Linked DNA regions of Ovis aries: region 2 is linked to region 1. A link is a contact called in public Hi-C data. All regions are on one chromosome and are shown on one strand. The core of a region is the stretch at or near the end of the contact, and the rest is flanking DNA. Distances in the headings are between cores, read along the strand shown.

Region 1 (5,185 bases), core at 1,040-3,539:
AACTGAAGTAGCTGGAGAAATTTTACTGTGAAGTCTCTGCCAAGCAAGTTGACCTGATTATTGAAGCTAGTAATATTAGTGACTTCACAGTGGGATATAGTATGTGTTTTTTTGTTATAGTTTTTAAGTTAAAATAAGTAATACAAGGTAAATGAAAATCAAGGATCTGAAGAGTATCTGGAGCATATTATTTGAAATCCACTACTGAAGCTCCCTGTAGCTCAAATGGTAAAGAATCTGCCTGTGAGACAGGAGACCAGGGTTCAGTCCCTGGGTTGGGAAGTTCCTCTGGAGAAGGGAATGGCAGTCCACTCCAGTATTCTTGCCTGGAGAATTCCATGGACAGAGAAGCCTGGCAGGCTACAGTCTGTGGGGTCGCAGGGAGTCGGACACGACTGAGTGACTAACACAGCAAGTGAAGCTCCAGCTGCTTCTAAATCTGCCACTTGGGTTCTCTTTCTGGAAGGCGCTGGTCCTGTGGTAGCTGGAGTGTTTTCAGCCATCTTTGTGCTGGTAGCCCTGATCCTGATGTACCGCTGCTGTAAACAGAACAACAAACCGGGCTACCTCAAGTCCTTAGCCCTCCCTTCCAAGCTGAGGCAACGGTTCAGGTATGATGGGGTGCTGTGAAGGACTTGAGGTCTGCTTGAGGGTCACAGCTTTCTGAAAGTAGTGCTTGGTTTTAGAAACAGAAGGTGGTGGTGGGTCTCATTTAGGTGGAAGGCAAATGCCCAGTGCACGTCACCCTCTCCCCTTCTGCTACGCTGCATGACCACGGCAAACATTACTACCTGATTTTTATTGTAAGTCAGCTTGATTGAGCCTGGTCATCACTTCCGAAGCCTTCTCAGCAGAATGCCCCAACCAATTCAAGCTGGAATGTGAAATGAAATCTATCCTGTATCTAATGGATTTCCTCCCCATCTTAGAGCCCAGAAAGTGAGGCAGCAGAGGAAAACTGACTAGCTCAAGTCAATCACAGAGGTGGCTAGACATCAGCTCAAGACAGAGAGTAATTTTTGTCTTAAGTAATTCATTCCTGTGGATATTGAAAATGTATAGTCTCCAAGTCCTCTGTTATAAGTCATACCTTTTCCAGAGGAGATTTTTAAATCCCAGGTCCTCCTGGAATGATGCCTGAGGGAGATTGGTTGATGGCGGGTAACATCCTTGTCTTCTTGGGGGGAGAAAGGTTTTAAAAGGGTGAAGAAAAGATACTGAGGCACGCTGTACTGTGTATGAGGCCAACTGTCTTTCCTTGGGAGTTTTCCACTGGCCACTGTCTCCATGCCGAGGGAGCTGGGCTTCAGGAGGGCCAATCCCACTTCCGCCAGAGCAGATTCAGGGAAGACTGAGCTGCTGGCTGGCCACACCTGGGTCAGAGCGAACTCAGGCAATGACCTTCAGCAAACAACCTGTGCTTCTCCTTCCTTGTTACTAGCTGTCCCTTCAGGGTGTCTCAGAACAGTGGAACAGGCCATGCCAACCCGACGTTCAAGTTGCAGACACCCCAGGGCAGGCGAAAGGTAAGGGCTTTGCACCGTGAACTTTGCTACTTTGACCTTCTCTCTTAGGACTGTGCTAGATTTTCCCTTAAGCGCCTTTGTGGGCCCCTTGGGATTGGTAATAAACGACACTTTCTTGGCCTGAGAGATGGTCAGCTGGTTCTACCATCCCCTTATGACTTAAAAGTTGCATCTGACCTCTGGGATCTGAGGTCTTTGTTCGTGCCAGTGGGACACCCAAGGCCACCCCCAAGTTTTTAAGTGCATTAAGGGTTCCTGTATCTCAGGCGTTCCTCGTCTTATGCATACAGGTGACCAACACTCCTGAAACCCTGCGGAAGCCCTCCCAGCCTCCTCCCCGGCCCCCTCCAGACTACCTGCACAGCGTGTCACCACCTGCGCCATCGCCAGCACACCTCAGCAAGGCTGCTAGAAACTCCCCAGGGCCCAGACCATCAGTAGAGAGGAAAGAATCATCCAGGGGACCGCCCCCAAGCCGGCCAGTGCCCCCTGCACCTAAGTGCGTCCTCTCCCAGGTAAGTGGCTTCTCAGCAACCCTGGATCAGGAGCATCACTTGTCAAGCCATCAGCCATGAGGAATGATGGAGGCTGGGAAGAGAGCTTGCTGAGTCCTGGGCTGGCTGCCTTTTCTGCATTCTGGTCCATATTGGGCACACAGAATGTGGGGTGATGCAATGGGGAAATATGCTACAGGGACTTCCTCCCTGGTTGGCCTCCTCTGTGACAGCCAGCGCCCATCTTCCACCCCAAATATGCATGTGCAGTCAGTGTTTCAGTTCCCCATGGTCTTTTCCTCTCTGCTAGGCCTTTGCAAATGCTGTTTCCTCTGCCATATACACTTTGCATCAACATCACATGTTCATTCTTAGATTTCCTGTTAAATGCTGCTTCCTCCAAAGAGCCTTCTCTGACCCCCAAGCCCAAGTTTGGTGTCCCTGCATGTTTTTCATCATAGTACTTATTCCACCAAGTTGTGCCTATCAGTACCTTGCACTAGTCGGGAAGTCTTCCTGAGGGATGTAGGGTGATGCTTTGCTCATCTGAGGGGCAGGTCAAGGGGCCTGGCCTCTGGGAGGGGTGGGCAGGGTCTGGGCTCTCCCCCCATCACTGGTGTTCTTTAGAAGCAGAGCCATCTTCCCCAGCAGTCTGTTTACCCGGCGTGTCTGTGTTCTGATGGCTCTAGCTACACCTTCCGGCAGGAGTTCCTACAGCACAGACACAGATGTTAGGCGGTGGCCAGGCGTGGTGCCTTCCGGAACCACCTGTGTTTTACCCTCAGTTGGGGTAGGGGACTTGCCCATTTTCCTCCTGGGACTGTTGTTCTTGGGCATGGTCCAGGGGGCCCAGGCTGTCCCTGCCCCTAAGGACTGTGGTTGGCTCCAGGTCCTGGGGTCCCTGGGACATGGCAGCATCATGGTTCAGCAGAGCCAGGAGCAACAGGTTTGGTTCTCTGATGATGCAAAGCTGCTGCAAATGCATGCTCCATTGCTCAGTCATGTTCGACTCTGTGACCCCGTGGACTGTAATCCACCAGGCTCCTCTGTCCATGGAATTTCCCAGGCAAGAACACTGGATCGGGTTGCCAATTCCTTCTCCAGGGGGATCTTCCCAGCTCAGGGATCGAACCTGCATCTCCCGAATCTGGCAGGCAGATTCTTTACTCCTGCGCCACCTGGGAAGCCCTGCAAAACTGCTGCTCTCCCGTGTTTCTCATCTGGGGCAGGAGTGGGATAGGAAATTCCATACAGAAAGAGAAAAGAAAGACTGACAGGGAGAGAAGAAGCAAGAAGAGGGAGGAGAGCAGAGGACAGGGAGAGTGCTGGGCTCCTTGGGCAACTGTAACTGACACCAGAGTCTGGGGGTGGGGTGGTGCCGAAACCACAGACTGCTTAATTCCTGACGGTTTTGGAGGCTGGAAGTCCAGCAGGTTTGTTTTTTCTGCGGCAGCTCTCCTTGGCTTGCAGGTGACTGCATTCTCCTGTGTCCTCGTGTGGTCTCTCCTCTGTGTGTGTGTGCCTCGATGTCTCTGTGTGTCCGCAGAGACAGTCACATTGGATTAGGGCCCACTCTAGGGCCTCATTTCAACATAATCACCTCTTTAAAGGCTATATCTCCAGACACACTCACATTCTGAGACACTGGGGGTTAGAGTGGCCCCCACATGTGAGTTTTGAAGGCCACAGAAGGAGAGAGAAAGGGACTAAGAGGGGAGAAAGCAACCATGCGCAGACAAGGGTGTGAGGGGAGAACAGAGGAGGAGGGAGGGAGGGGGCAGTCCACTGAGACCAGTGTTCCAGAAAATCTCGCACTGGAGGCTTGTTGAATGGAGATGGCTTCAGCCTGAGCCTAAGGTGCTGAGCAATAGGTTGGGGGAGGGGCTGGGTAGTGGACTCCAGCTGCAGGGAGCCCTGGAGGCTGCTAGCAGGAATCCAGAGCCCAGAAGGCCCCTCGGCCAGTGGCAGGTACCCCAAAATATACACCTCAAGCATGGCTTCAGGCCCAAACAGGGATTTCTCAACAGTGCTGAGGGCAGGCGGCAGGGATTCAGTCTGGGCAGACGCTTTCCTGGGACCCGTCTGAGGACTGAGTCTGCTGCCCTCAGTTTCTGTTTGGGGGAGCTGTCTCACAGGGTTGGATGGGCCAGGCCAAGGGCACGGTTTGTAAGTAGAGTAGCCAGGACTTGCACCTAGGGCTGACTCCAGACCCTTCACCACCCTGTGTGTCAGGCCCTGGGTAGGCTCTGGGGGCATCCACACTCAGGTCTCAGCTCCACCACCTCCTAGCCTGGTGACATGGACCACTCTTGAGAGCTGGTAGGCAAAGCTTTGTAACCTCTTCTGCTCTCTCTGCACATGTGTGTGAACTTCTACTTTGTACCTGGCACTGGTGAGCAAAGCAGAAGCCATTTCTGCCTCCTGGAGCTCACAGCCTCCTGGGGCTCACAGCCTCCTGGGGAAGACACTGGTATGTGTGTAGTTAAGAAGTGGTTAGTGCTATGAAGGAGAGGTTCAGCTTGCTTACAAAGAGAGTTATCGGGGACTTGATCTAGTCTGGAAAATCTGGGAAAGCTTCCCTGAGGAGGTGACACTGGAGCTGAGACCTGAGGGGTGAGCAGGAGTTAGCAGGCTATGAGGGGCAGGAGAGGTTCTTGGACCAAGGATCTGCTGGTAGGGAAGCTTTTTGATGAAGAGAGCCCACAGATAGAAGGAGCTTCAGAGCCCCTTTGCCTGGGACCCAAGGGGCTATGATAAGAAGCTGGAGAGCCAGGAGAGGCCAGACTGTGCCTTGGGCCTGGATTACAAATTGGATTTGCATTCAGTGGGAACAGGGGGTCAGTGGTGGGGTGTGGGTGATGTGATCAGATTTGCTTTGGGATCTCTCTTTGGGCTACATTTAGGGGAGAGGGAGGCACAGTGCTTAAGAGAGGGTTGAGAGATGTTTCTGGGGCTATTAATCTTCCTTTTTTTTTTTTAAAACCTGGGTGAGGATTACGTTAGTGTGTTCACTCTGATAATTCATTTGGTTGTATATTTATGACTCATGTTTTTTATGTATATTATACTTTAATTAAAAAGTAGTTTTAAAAACTGAAAGGTCCACTCTGGTGGCATTTTATCAGAGGGGGATGAGGCTGAGTACACAGACATTATCAGTTACAA
Region 2 (5,185 bases), core at 1,693-4,192, 83 kb before region 1:
TGTAATCAAAATAAATAAAGAAATTTAAATTTAAAAAATATATCTAATGGAATCTGCCTTGCTAGGTTTTGGGCTTGCCTGAGACTCCTTTCTTCTTTCTCTCTTTTGGAATGAGAAAGTCCTCCTAACCTGTATTTTGGAAGCATATAACTTGTCTGGTTTCACAGGTTCACAGATGGAGAAGAATTTTTTTCTCAGGATCAATCATACCTTGAGTCACCCCATACTTGATTTAGATGATATTTAAATGAGACGTTGGGCTTGGAACTGATGCTGGAATGGGTCAAATCTTTTGGTGTTGCTGGGATGGGATAAATGTATTTTGCATGTATCAACTAAAAATTGCCATTTCCCTCTATAAGAATGAAGTAAGTCACTAGCTGGGCTTCCCCTGTGGCTCAGTGGTAATGAATCTGCCTGCAGTGCAGGAAATGCAAGGTCAATCCCTGGGTCAGGAAGATCCCCTAGAGGAGGGCACAGCAACCCACTCCAGTATTCTTGCCTAGAGAATTGCATAGACAGAGGAGCCTAGCAGGCTACAGTCCATGGGATCGCAAAGAGTCGGACACCACTGAAACAGCTGAGCACGCATGCACACAAGTCACTAGCCACTGCAGTAGCTGACCTTCAGCACTCCCTGAAAGGAGGTAAGGGTGGAGATCAAGAAAGAAGCACTGTGCTCTGCGAAAAACTGGCAGAACAGGCCTTTAGAGAGATAGTTAGATATTTTTAGGAGAAGATTTTATGAGCTCAGATTCTTGTGTCTCCTCATATCTACCAAAGCACTAAAATCATTAACGGTGACATTTGCTCCTCGTGACTAGCAGCAAGCATCTCTCAAAATGTGTGCCTGACTGCATGCACACCACCCTCACCCCCACCCGCCTTCCCTAAAATCATATATAATTCTGACCTGCCCTTTCTTTGGAGCAGCTCTTCAGAGCTACCTGAAATGCTGTCTCCCAGGCTATCGTCCTCATTTTGTCCCAAATAAAACTTAACTCACAACTTTCATATTGTGCATTTTTTTTCAGTTGATACTTGTGAGAAGGACATGAATTTTGGGGACCACAGAATAGAGTGTTATGGACTAAACTATTCCCCAAATTCATATGTTGAAGCCCTAACCACTCAAATACTGTGTGACTGTATTTGGAGATTGAGTCTATAAAGAGGTAGTAAAAATTAAAGAAGATAATAAGAGTAGGGCTCTGTCTGATGGCATTAGTGTCCTTAAGAAGCAGAAGACAGCAGAGCTTGCTTTCTCCAAACAAGTAGAGAAGAGGTCACGTGAAGCCACAGCAAGAAGGCAGCCACCTATAAGCTGGTAAGAGAGGACTTATATGAAACCCAACCAAGCCAACACCATAATCTCCAAAACTATAGAAAAATAACCTCCTGTTGTTCAAGTCATTCAGTCTTTAGTTTTTGGTTATGGCAGCATGAACAGACTAATATATTTTATTTATGCCCACTGGTTTCAATAGACATACCTACTAATTTTCAGGTATGCCTTTTCCTTCCCCAAACAGCATCTTGTTTAGCTGTACAACCCTGAGTTTGAAGGAGATGGAGTGAAAGGAATAGATAACAACAGATCTGAGGCTCAGACTTTGCCAAGGATCTTAGGCAAGACAGGTTTTTTTTTTTTTTTTTTTTTCCTGATTATCAGTTTGTGTGTTACTTGCACAATTGTGTCCAACTCTTTGCAACCTCATGGACTGTAGCCCATCAGTCTCCTCTGTCCATGGAATCCTCCAGGCAAGAATACTGGAGTGGGTACCCATTCCCTTCTCTAAGGGATCTTCCTGACCCAGGGATCAAATTCCCGTTTCCTGCATTGCAGGCAGATTCTTTACCATCTGAGCCACTTGGGAACCCCCAGTTTATTCATCTGTAAAATAAGATGTGCTGTAAGAGGCTCTGGAACTATTCAGATGTGGACTTGAATCCAGCCTCAGACTTTAGTTGTGTGATCTTGACTAAATTACTTAGCCTCTCAGGTTTGGTTTTCTCATCTCTAAACCAGGATATTGTTAGTGCTTACTTTAGGGGATTATTGGGCTAATAAAAAGACATGATGTATACAAAGTCCCTGGAAGATTTTAAAGGGCAATAAAAGGTAGTTCTCCTAGATTAATTAAATAAATTGACATATGTAAAGTGCTGAGAACAGTGGCACTTAGGAAATGCTGTATCGGTGTTAGTTATTATTTTCTTTTTCTAGCAAACAGCATAACTTCAGTAAGTGACAGTCATTATTATTATTATTTTCAAGTCTCATATCCCTCCAATTTCCTTCAAACCCCTAAAAGCTAACCATCCCAAATGCCAGTTTCCCCCAATTCAGCCCATGGGCTTTTCCGCCCTAGTCCGTCTGTCTAGGGTTTTCTGCTCCATTTTCGCCTCCTCTGGAGCTCAGATGTCATCTCCTCTGGGAATCCTCTCTTCACCACCCCGCTCCTCCCAGTCAGATGGAAAGGATCCTTGATTTGTGTCCTGCTAAGAAAACAACTCCATATAGCACTTAGTTCTCTGTGCCAGGTTAACTCTTTCGGAGCCTGCCTCCAAGAGTGGAGGCCGGTGCTGGTGAGCGGCCTCTTGAGTGACACCCAAGGCCAGCGTGGGACAGAGAAAATGGGCTGTGCAGAGAAGGGTCCAGTTTAATTCCTACAAACTAGAGCCCCCAACCCTCCTCAGGCAACGCCCACCGTGAAGAATCCCTACCCTTCCTCGGGCTCGGAGTCTCCCTCCCTTGATCGCCGACACCTGAGCAGTTTCCCCCGCCCCTGCCCCAACCCCGCGCCAGGCTCAGGGGTCGCTCTGGCTTCCACCCAGCCTCCTCCTGCCCCTCCTCCAGCCCCGGTGGAGCTGAGGGGCGGAGCGAACGGTCAATGGCTGGGAGAGGGCTGGGAGCTGCTGGGCGACCGCGGTGGATTCCAGAAGCTCGGCGGCCTGGTTAGGGGGCTGGCATGGCCGCGTGCTGGTGAGCGCCGACTGCGCAAGGGGCCAGCTGCCACCATGCCCCGGGGCGTGGGCATCGCCCAGCTCTGCCTGCTGGTGCTCGCCCTGCCTGGATGGACCAGAAGTAAGTAGCGGAGCGGAGCGTAGGGGGTGAGGGGTGGGTGACGGGGGCTTTGTAGGTGGGTGGACTGGGGGACCTGGGTGGACTGGGGGACCTGGGGACTCCCAGCAGCAACTCGGAGCCGCGCCCCTGCTGTCTCCTAGCCCGGGAGCCCCGGCTTTGTTCCCACGTTATGCGCCCCCGGGAGGTGGTGGAGATGCGGGAGATCCAGAGCAGGCAGAAAACAGTGGATCCCTCCCCGGCTTGCCGCCCTCTCTCTCCTTTTCCTCTGTTTTTCTGGCTTTTCCGCTGCTTTCCGAGTCTCTCCTCTTTTCTCCAGTCTTTGTGTGTGTGCCTATAAATACGTTTGGATAAAATTGGAACCATACCATATGTACGGTTTTGTGTCTTGCATATTCCACTTCACTTTATGAGCATTTCCACATCGTTACATTCTCCAACAACATGGTTTCAATGATTGTAAATTCCGCCAAGAAATTGCAGAAGTACAATTTTCAGAAAGTTAAAAACACGACTCTCATACAAATATAGGATGGAAGATTGGCAAAGATTGATCTGATTCTTCAGAGAGGCAGTGAATAGAATGGTAAAGCTAGTTTAAAGCACTAGAGGAAAAAGGAGTGATACGGGGCGTTGGAGACAGTGTTGAAATCCTGTACTGGGACAGATATAAAAGTGGTCAGTGCTCCATGGGGCCAAACAACCATAATTCTTAGTTATCTGTTTATTATGCTGGAGTCATTTGCATCTCTACCAGACTGAAAGTTATGGTTAACAGAGAACTTCGCAGAGTATATAGCCTTTAATTACTAGTAAATAAAGGCAAACAAAGGTACATTTCCCTATATAATTCACTGATCTGTGAAAAGGCCTGCTAACCAATGCTCCAAATGTGATGTGAAAGTGTATCCTACTTGCTCTTTTTGCTTTATTTCCAAAGTTTGAACAGTTTTTCTTAAGTTGTACTGTTTCTTTATTACTGAGCCTAGCTTTCCATAATTTTTGCAATCATAAAGATCATTTCATTCCTTTAAATGTTCTATTAAATATCATAATTCCTTTTTGTTGCAAAGAATCTAGATTTATCAGAGTCACTAGAGCAGAAACTGTCTTTCTGATTCCCCAGTGAGTATCAGACATCTAGCATAGTGTTTGGCCTGTAGTTAAGCACTCAGAAAATGTGTAAATGAATGCATTGCTTCTCATTTTTACTAATATGATAACTAATGTAGTCTAATGACTTTTTTTTAGGATGTATTTTGACTGAGAATGCATCGTATCAGTAATCTAAAACGGAAATTAATCACTCATCATTGGGCTAGTGTAACAGAACAAATATGGCCATCTTCTATGTAATTCATTATATTCTATGTGATTCATGTAGTTAGTTTAGAAAAGAATAGCTTTTTGGAGTCCTCACTTAGGACCTCAGGAGTTCTGTGGGTGTGGCCTATTCTTACCAGAGACTAATTTACTTAGGTCTTGAGCAGTTACCACTTTATTAAGATTGTCTGCAACCAGTGTTTGAAGTCTGCCCTGCCTAGAACAAGTCTCTCCGCAAACAGATTTCAGTTCACCTTTCTTGAAAAACAGGAAATCTTGTTACCTATCTCCCAGGGTTGTGTTGAGTACAGAGATCTGGGTGGTGAGAATTATTTGGAAAGTAGGATGTGATATGCAAATGCAGCCTTGCCCTTAGGAAGCTCAGGTTAAAGCAATGATGCTTTTGTGGCTTGGGAAGCACTATCACAGTAACTCTCCCCATTAATGATGTGAGATGGGCAGGTGGATATCATTTTACAGATGAGAAAACTGAAGCACAATGTGAATAATACCCAGGGGCTTGCCCTCCAGATATACCCAGAACCCAAACACTTCATTCCTCTCCACTGACATCATTCTAGTCTGAGTTACCAGCAACTCTGACAAGGCAAGCCTCCATCCTTGCCTTCCCGCTTCTACTCTCATCCCTGCCCCTACAGCACTTCCACACTTTCAGTCTCCACCCAACCGTCAGAAAGATCTTTCACAAACTGAATACAGATCATATTGCTCTGTGTCTAAACCCTCCAGTGCCTTCCAAGTCACAGGATTTATAAT

The links. A called contact is a pair of places that touch in the nucleus more often than the background predicts.
Region 2: a contact with region 1 is called in a Hi-C map of blood, with 2.0 times the contacts expected there. The contact joins the promoter of ADAM19 here to the enhancer-like site in region 1. A contact is called at or near these places in 2 of 16 Hi-C or Micro-C datasets (both in blood).

The regions. Positions count from the first base shown.
Region 1 is chr5:66,713,510-66,718,694 of ARS-UI_Ramb_v3.0, reverse strand. ADAM19 (ADAM metallopeptidase domain 19) reads left to right here. Exons shown (of 23, transcript XM_027970455.2): 19 at 467-611; 20 at 1,442-1,526; 21 at 1,817-2,041. Among named protein-coding and RNA genes, the nearest start is that of NIPAL4, 32 kb to the right of the region's middle. Within about 2 kb of position 2,289, at least 4 of the 54 cell types and tissues checked have an H3K27ac peak or open chromatin away from gene starts, as enhancers often do.
Region 2 is chr5:66,797,417-66,802,601 of ARS-UI_Ramb_v3.0, reverse strand. ADAM19 (ADAM metallopeptidase domain 19) reads left to right here and starts at 2,942. Exons shown (of 23, transcript XM_027970455.2): 1 at 2,942-3,088. The coding sequence starts at 3,022.